Regions from separate parts of the Rattus norvegicus genome. Here region 2 is linked to region 1. The links are chromatin contacts, called in public Hi-C maps. All regions are on one chromosome and are shown on one strand. The core of a region is the stretch at or near the end of the contact, and the rest is flanking DNA. Distances in the headings are between cores, read along the strand shown. Region 1 holds the start of En1 (engrailed homeobox 1). Region 2 has its middle 160 kb from the start of En1.

Region 1 (3,935 bases), core at 665-3,164:
CAAAGCGCCCTTTCCCTACTCAATATTTCAATAGTAATTATATATCTTTCTTCTAGATAATAAAATAAAATATAAAAATGACCCCAGGGCTCAGAGTTCGTAAAATCAAAGGACAGAAACTAGAGCCTTCTGTGCGTGCCAATAGCTGTGACTTCCTTGGTGGCAAAGGCCAGCATTGCAGAATCGAGCACACTTTGGGTTGTGACTGGGACCCGCGGCAAGAGAAGTCAAACATGAAGTTGATAGAGCTTCAAACCTGGCTTGCTCTCCCCAGAGCGGGGGGGTTTGGAAATTCTAGGACATGGCCAGGGCCTGAACGCGTGTGTACATCCGGGCCCCTGTACTCACCAGAGGATGGACGGTCCGAGTAGCGTGTGCAGTAGACCCAGGCGGGCCAGACTAGGGGTTGCTGCGAGTCAGTCTTGACTACCGGCCCACCGTTAGCCGAACCCATGAGTAGGATCGCGGGGTTGTGTTCCGGGAACTTGGCACCCTGCGCCCCAGGACTTCCTGCGCTGCCTCCACTGCCACCGCCACTGTCCGAGGGCTTCGATGCTGCGGCCGCCGCCGCTGCCACTGCCGCTGCAGCCGCTGCCGCGGCTGCAGCCGCCGCAGCAGCCGGGTTCCCCGCTTTGGATGCGCCCGCGCCGACGGCGGTGGCGGGCTGGGAGCCGTCGGGTGGGCCACAGTTCGCATCTGGAGCACACAAGAGCGAGGCAGCGCCCGAAGCTCGTGTGCCCAGAGAGTGGACAGGGTCTCTACCTGCACCAGTCTGGCTTCGGTCACGCTCCACGCGGCTTCCACCTCCTGCTGCACCTCCTCCGGCTGCAGCCGAAGCCACTAGGAGCTGCGGCAGGGGCTGTTCCTTTTTGCAACCAAAATCGGGCCTTAGAATGTTATCGATGAAAAAGTTGGTGGTGCGGTGCAGCTGGGCCGCGGGCTGCGGCTGGTGAGCAGGCGCCGCGAGATGCTGCGGTGGCGGCGGCGGCGGCGGCGGTGGCGGCGGGGGCGGGGGATGCGGGGGGAGGTGCGGGTGATGGGCCAGGGGCGGCAGGCAGGGTGCCGCAGGAGGCGACGGGGGCGCTGGCTGCGGGGACACCGGCACGCTGTCTCCATCGCTGCCGCTGCTGCCGCTGGCTCCTGGGCTGAGACTCAGGCTGAGGCCGCCCGGGGCCGCCGCCGCCACCACCGCCGCCGCCGCTGCCACCGCGCCGAGGCCCGAGTCGCGCTGACTTTTAGGCTCCGGCTGCTGTTCTTCCATGCTCGGCCGCCCGGCAGCCCTGGCCGCGGCGCCGGCCCCCGCCCCCCGCGCCTCGCTCCCCACCCCACTTTGCCAGCGGGCCCGTGGGGGTGCGCGGAGAGGAAGGAGGCAAGGCGAAGCCTCAGCGAAGGCACAGGGCGGGTACAGAAGGAAAAAAGAAAGCCGAGCGTCTGGCCTGGCTCTCGCCCGCTCTGGTGGAGCAAATCTCGCTCTCTCCCTCTCTCTAATTTGTAGACATCCAGATACAGTGAAGACACTTGGCTATTTTTTCCTTTTCTTTTTCTTTTTTTCTTTCAGCAACCAGATTTCAGTGATTGGTCTTAATGGGGGAGTAAGCCTCGGCTTAAAAAAATAAAAGGAGGAAAAAAAGAAAAGAAAAAAATGATTTTTTTAAGCTCCGAGATTTTTTCCTTAAAGGGAAAAAATAGTCTTTAAAGTCTAGCCATCTTCCTAGGCTGTAAAGAGGGGTTTGACTTCCCCAGTGTCACGCTCAGCTGTGCCCAGAGCGCGAGGCTGGCAGCGCCTTTAATCGCCTTTGCTTTTTTGCAGGGAGAGCGCGTCTCCGCCAGTGCCGGGCTCCGTTTTCCCCCCTGAAATCTCTGACAGCTCGGATCTTTGCACAAACTCTCTCGCTTAAAAAAAAAAAAAAAATCACCCAGGCACACTTTTTGCCTTCAAACCGGAAGCACGTGAGTCAGGGCCGCACGTGTGTAGGACCAATGGCGAGCCGGGACTCGCGCTGACACTCAGGGCTCGGCCCAATGGGCGCGCGCGGGACTTTGCGGATAAATAATCCGGGGGCGGCGGCCGTGGGTGGAGAGGGGGTGCAGAGGCTCAGGCCCCGTACGTCCGGCCTGCCCTGCCCCCATCTGTGCCCACGCCCCTCCCCCTCCTTCAGATCCGGACTGAAGAGGGCACGAAGAGATCCGAAAAAGCTAGAATTTGGGATGTAGACAGATAAGAGAAGCAAGTCCACAACTTGTTGGAGAAATACAGGATTATGGGTTCGTGCGCGCTGGGGACAGCGACAGGCGGCAGGGATTTGGGATACCATACCCCACCCCACCCCCACCCCCCGCGCGCCAAAGACATTTAGCTTATATTCTTATATTCTCTCCCTCTCTCCCTCCCTCCCCTCTGTCTCTGTCTCTGTCTCTGTCTGTCTCTGTCTCTGTCTCTGTCTCTCCTCTCTGTTCGAGTGTGTGTGTGTGTGTGTGTGTGTGTGTGTGTGTGTGTGTGTGTGTGTAAATGAATGAAACCAAAGAGATCCGGCATGAGTGAAAGACTTAGGTTATGTCTGGCTACTTTCAGAGATGTAGTTTTTTTCCTACTAATGGCAAACCCAAGAGGCCTGCTACACCTTGATGGCACTGTTGGTTTATGTCAATGGCTAGCCACACTGTCGTTTGAGATCCGCAAACATGCCCTTCCCTCTCTGGATCACCAACACCCCAAGCTGCCGAGATGGGGGTCTGTGAAGCCATGTCCAGAGCTCTAGTGCCGGCCTGGCTAAGGGGAATCCGGGTTGTTCTAACCTGGTAGAGTTGTCTCAAAAGCGAGCCTAAACCAGGCGACATGATGTGCCACCTTTCAAGGCCTAGGTTTGGGTTTCAACTTCAGGGAAACCTCTGTGTTAGATTTCCCTGCAAAGTAGAAATTAAACCAATAAAACTACTGCGCTTCAAATATTTGCCTTGGCTGGCTGAAGGCTGGACAACGGGTTGCCCTAATTCTAAGCTGAACTCGCTGGTATTGCTGCCCACTCCCGGGTGCCTTGGGGTGGAACCCTGAGGATTCTCGCCTCCAGTCGCTCCCACGCTGCTATATTATGGGCATTTCCTCTTTTCCCCGAATGGAGTACCTCAAAAGTTTTTCATTACCAAGGTTAGGGAGGGAAGGGTGGTTCTGGGAGCTGGAGTGATTTCCTGGAGAGCTGTTTTAGAGAGGGTCAGGTACGAATAGATTGTAGAAGCCTTCAGTCCAAGAAAGCCCTCTGCAAAGGAAGCCTTTCCCACCCAATGTTCTGTTGGAGATCCTGGCAGTCCCACGCTTCCTTGATCGCCATCCCCAAATGTTATAGTTTCTGACTACCTCTTTGGCACATAAAAGTTACACTCTCTACCCCTAGTTTAAAAAAAAAAGATTAAAAGTCACAGAGGCTAGATTGGGAAGAAAATACAACCAAACCCACCAGTCTAACCGGAGCAATGATGCAAAGTTTGTCCTGGGGACCCGAGGCAGACCGGAATTCGTCTTTTGCTTGGATTCATCTCGGCTCAGCCGAGGATCTCCCGACTTCCCGGGCCGAGTTTCCAAAAAGCACTGCGCTGGGGCTTGGTGGCAAGAACCTCTCCAGAGTTGAGTCTCTGGGGCCACAGCGGTCTTTCCAACTTTCTGAAGCCACTTCACATCCACTGTGCCGTCTCATGGGTTACCTTCTGTTTCTAACCCAAGGGCTCCCCGAAATCTCCAGTTGCCCTCACTCCTTCCCCCCGAAATAGGGGTGGGATTTTTATTTATATTTAAGTTCGCAAAATTGAAATCTTTATCCCGCAAGCGACCGTGGGTACTTAATTAAATTCTAATTAGGACACTATCAATATCCTATTTAGCCGCGTAGCTTTTGTGCACCGCGGTCCCTTTCAGCGCCGTAAATAGGGTCTCGACGCCTTAT
Region 2 (3,935 bases), core at 645-3,144, 160 kb before region 1:
TGCACCTTTGATCACGAATCTTCGTTATTAATCATCTATTCATTCACTCATTCCCAAATAAGATGTGTAATTACTGTCCTGGATGCTGGTCATACAGATCTGAAGAAACCAAACAGAACCTTGATCTTCTCAGAGCTGCCACTTAACTAACTACTCGGCATCCCAGCTAGGCTGGTGTTTCTACGCATGGGTGAGAGACTGAAAGCAAGCTCACTGTAAACCCAAGAAGACTGCCTGTGACTTGGCCTCGTGGGAAGTTAGCTGACTCATTTGTTTCTGTAAGTAGCCAGATTCCCAGAAGCTGATCTCCCTGGGTCACACAATGCTGTGAAGTGTCAGGGTGATGAGATAACCCAGTGTGGAAAGTGCTTGCCCGGCAAGCATGAGGGGCTGCATTCAGTTCCCCTCACCCAGATAAAAAGTTGGACTTGGAGATACATGCGCCTACACTCCCAGAATAGTGGTCGGCAGAGCAAAAAGGACCTCTGGGTCTCCCTGTCAGCCAGTCTGGACAAATCTCTGAGCTCCAGGTTCAGGGAGAGAACTTATTGCAACAAATAAGGTGGAGAGAAATTAAGGAAGATGTCAGACATTGACCTCTGACATTTACACACACACACACACACACACACACACACCACATACACACACACATACACACACCACATACACACACACATACACACACATACAAACACACACACATCACACACACACCACACATACACACATACACACACACACCACACACACACACATACACATACACACACATCACACACACACACCACACACACACATACACATACACACACATCACACACACACACACACCACACACACACATACACATACACACACACCACACACACACACACACCACACACACATACACACACACACACACACACACACACACACACACACTACAGCCTTCTTTGCAGCTCTCACTGCAGCTGGATGCTTTGTTCCAGAGGATCCCAATCCAGTTACTGGGGACAAGAGGAGCATCCAGTCCCCCGTGGTATCCTTACTAGCCACATTGGGGATCACACAGCCGTGAACTGACTCCCTGACAGCTTACCCTAAAGTTGAGTCTATCCCAAAACGCTTGGCTCCAGCTTCAGCTCATGACTTTTTCTAGCTGACGGATATGTTTCCAGCACAAGAGAGGTGCTGACAGCTCTTGTCATCTCTGGGGACTCAGACCTTCGCCAATATTCTGTCCCTCCCTGCTCTGAGACAGACTTCATGTCCCAGTGCCCATTAATATAAAACAAAACAAAAGGCCAGCTGGGCCTTCCAGTGTTGCACAGCCTCCTACTCTCTTTCTTCTTGATCTTCCACAGGCATCGGGACCTAGACTGGAGTCCCTGGGGACCAGTACCAGGCAGGTTGTGGGAACCAAAAAAGTGTGTGAGGGCAGGGGAGATGGTTCTTTCAGTGATGTATTACCATGCAAGACCTCTGTTTAGCTCTCCGGCACTCTTGTGAAAAGCCAGGTGTGCTGGTAGATGCTTATAAATCCCAGTACTAGGGAGGCAGAGACAGGCCAGCCAGCCTCACCAAACCAGAGAGCTACAGGTCCTTGAGAAACCCAGTCTCAAGTGGGCAGTGCCTGAAGGGAAAGGACAGCTAAGGTTGTCCTCTAAGTTCTACATAAACATGTGGGGACACACACACACACACACACGCACACACACACACACACACACACACACAAGCACGTTCAGGGCTACTGAGGACACCCAAATTTCCCTCGGATTCCCCTGTTCAGCCCCTCCTCAGGATCAGTCTTTTCAGTCTTGAAAAGAATGCAGAGGACAGAAGGGTGACTCAGAAGATGGTGGCCCAGTCATCTGCTTCCCATTGCGGACTGCATTTTTCACATGTTACTGGGTGAAGTTAGCAACTGCTAGAAATAGAACAGAGAGATAAAGGGGGGGAGAAGGAGGAGGATCTCATTTTCTCTGGAGAAATCTGCCTCGATTCAGGACTTTGGTGTTACAGGGAAAAGTCATCCTGCTTTGAACAGCTCTCTCTGACTCACATGTTGGCAAAGAATGTGCCGACCAGATAACTCCCTCCCCTCCCCCAGCCTGAAGCTGCGCTGCTGAAATCTGAACTCGTTCTAGTCATCCTTGCTGACTTGTGAAAGAGATCTCTCTATATTCATTTGGGCTCACGCGTGTCACATGATCCCAATACATTCCAAATGCTAGGCTACAAGATTACTACTTAACCAAGGACAAACCAACAGGAATTTTAATCAAGACAATATCCAATAATGAATAAAGATGGAATGTTTTTGGAGGGGATCCAGGATACACATTTGGGAATTTTTAATCTTGCTCGTCTTTGAATCTGGCAGAAATATTTTAAACTTTTCTGACCGTGCCATTGCAGGCTGGATCCAGAAACCGGCTCTATCTAAGGTATTGAAGTATTTCATCTGCTCAGACATCAAATTTTCCAAACCCAGGCCAGTAATTGATACCAGATTAACTCGAATATGAATCAGCAGTCAAGTCCCTTTAAGTGCGATGTTTAAGATGAATTATTTTATGATACGAAAGATAAAAACCATCAAGAAGATAGTGATCAGAACCTGACAGGAATGGCTGTGTCTTAGAAGTACTTTCCTTTGTTGTTTGTGTTCAGGCCTGGCTTATCTGTGATAGTTCATCTGATTGCTTAATTAAGCCAAACTCAGTTAGTGGAGGCCAAGTACTAAAGGGTGTTTGCCAGGCGTGGTAGCACACGCCAGTAAGCCGAGGACTTAGCAAGCTGAAGGATGAGAGTAATCATAGCCTGGGACAGTGTGAGACTTAGGATCAGAAATGACAAATACTTCAGAATTGGCACTAAATAGACAGGATGCTTTTTAATTTATTATTATTGTTGTTGTTGTTATTATTATCATTATTATTTTAATCAGGGCTGGAGAGATGGGTCTGTGGGTAAAGTGCTTGCCAAGGACCCCAATTTGAACCCCTGGCACCCATTGAAAAGCCCAGGAGTAGCACAGCAAATCTGAAAACCCATTCCTGGGGATCTGCGTATAGGAGGTTCCCTGGGGCTTGCTGCTCAGTCCGTGTAGCTAATTGGCAAGCATCAGGGTCCATGAGAGACTGTCTCAAAAGAAGAAGACAAAAGTGGTAGAGAGAGATTGAAGAAGACACCCAACATTGACCTCTGACCTCTACAAACACTTGCACACATATACATGCACGGACAACACACGTGCTTCATAAAACAGGTCTTATAATTAGCCGCAGTCTACCTCCAAAGTGACTTTTCATTATTTTGAAGAGAACTATGAGGGTAAGAAGGCCATAGTGAGTTTAAAGATTTTAGTATCTTAGTGGGTGGAGCTTTCCCACTCCCACACCATCCCAACCTCCATCACTAAATGGAACCATGCATTTACTCCCATGAGGCTGCTCTGAGTGCTGATATCTTGAAAGTACCCGAGCAGTTCCAACTACACAGGAGACTGAGGAAGGAGAATTAGTACTTCAGCCCAACGGTTCAAGACCAGCTGCCCCAAAATAAATAAAAGAAGAATGGGGGGAAGGAGGAAGAGGTGGGGAAGAAGGGATAGGAAAAAGAATGGGGGGATGAGGAAGAGAAGGAGGATAAGGGATGGGAAAGGAATAGAAGGGCAGGATAAAAGATGGAGGATGAGGGAGAAAGGGAAGAAAAGTAAGGGAGGGGTAGGGAGGGAAGAGGGAACAAAGGGAAGGGGAGAAAGGGAGGAGTGGGGGTGTGAGGAAGGGAGGGAAGGGGAAAGAAAGCTTTCGTTTGGAGGAACTGATGCTAAAGCTGGACCCAGGTTAAACAGCGTGCTACACTGCAGGAAAGGCATCTTAGAGACCACGAAATGGATCAAAGGCTTCAGTGCACTTGTCTCCGCACACCTACTAAAGCTGCTG

What was found. A called contact is a pair of places that touch in the nucleus more often than the background predicts.
Region 2: a Hi-C map of psoas muscle shows a contact between it and region 1, with 4 times the contacts expected there. The contact joins the enhancer-like site here to the promoter of En1 in region 1. A contact is called at or near these places in 4 of 12 Hi-C or Micro-C datasets (the Rat2 cell line, Schwann cells, mammary epithelial cells and 1 more).

What each region holds. Positions count from the first base shown.
Region 1 is chr13:34,301,663-34,305,597 of GRCr8, reverse strand. En1 (engrailed homeobox 1) reads right to left here and starts at 1,914. Exons shown (of 2, transcript NM_001398705.1): 1 at 349-1,914. The coding sequence starts at 1,261.
Region 2 is chr13:34,462,535-34,466,469 of GRCr8, reverse strand. No RefSeq gene overlaps it. Among named protein-coding and RNA genes, the nearest start is that of En1, 160 kb to the right of the region's middle. Within about 2 kb of position 1,894, at least 23 of the 93 cell types and tissues checked have an H3K27ac peak or open chromatin away from gene starts, as enhancers often do. A contact at or near this core is called in Schwann cells, where this site is marked.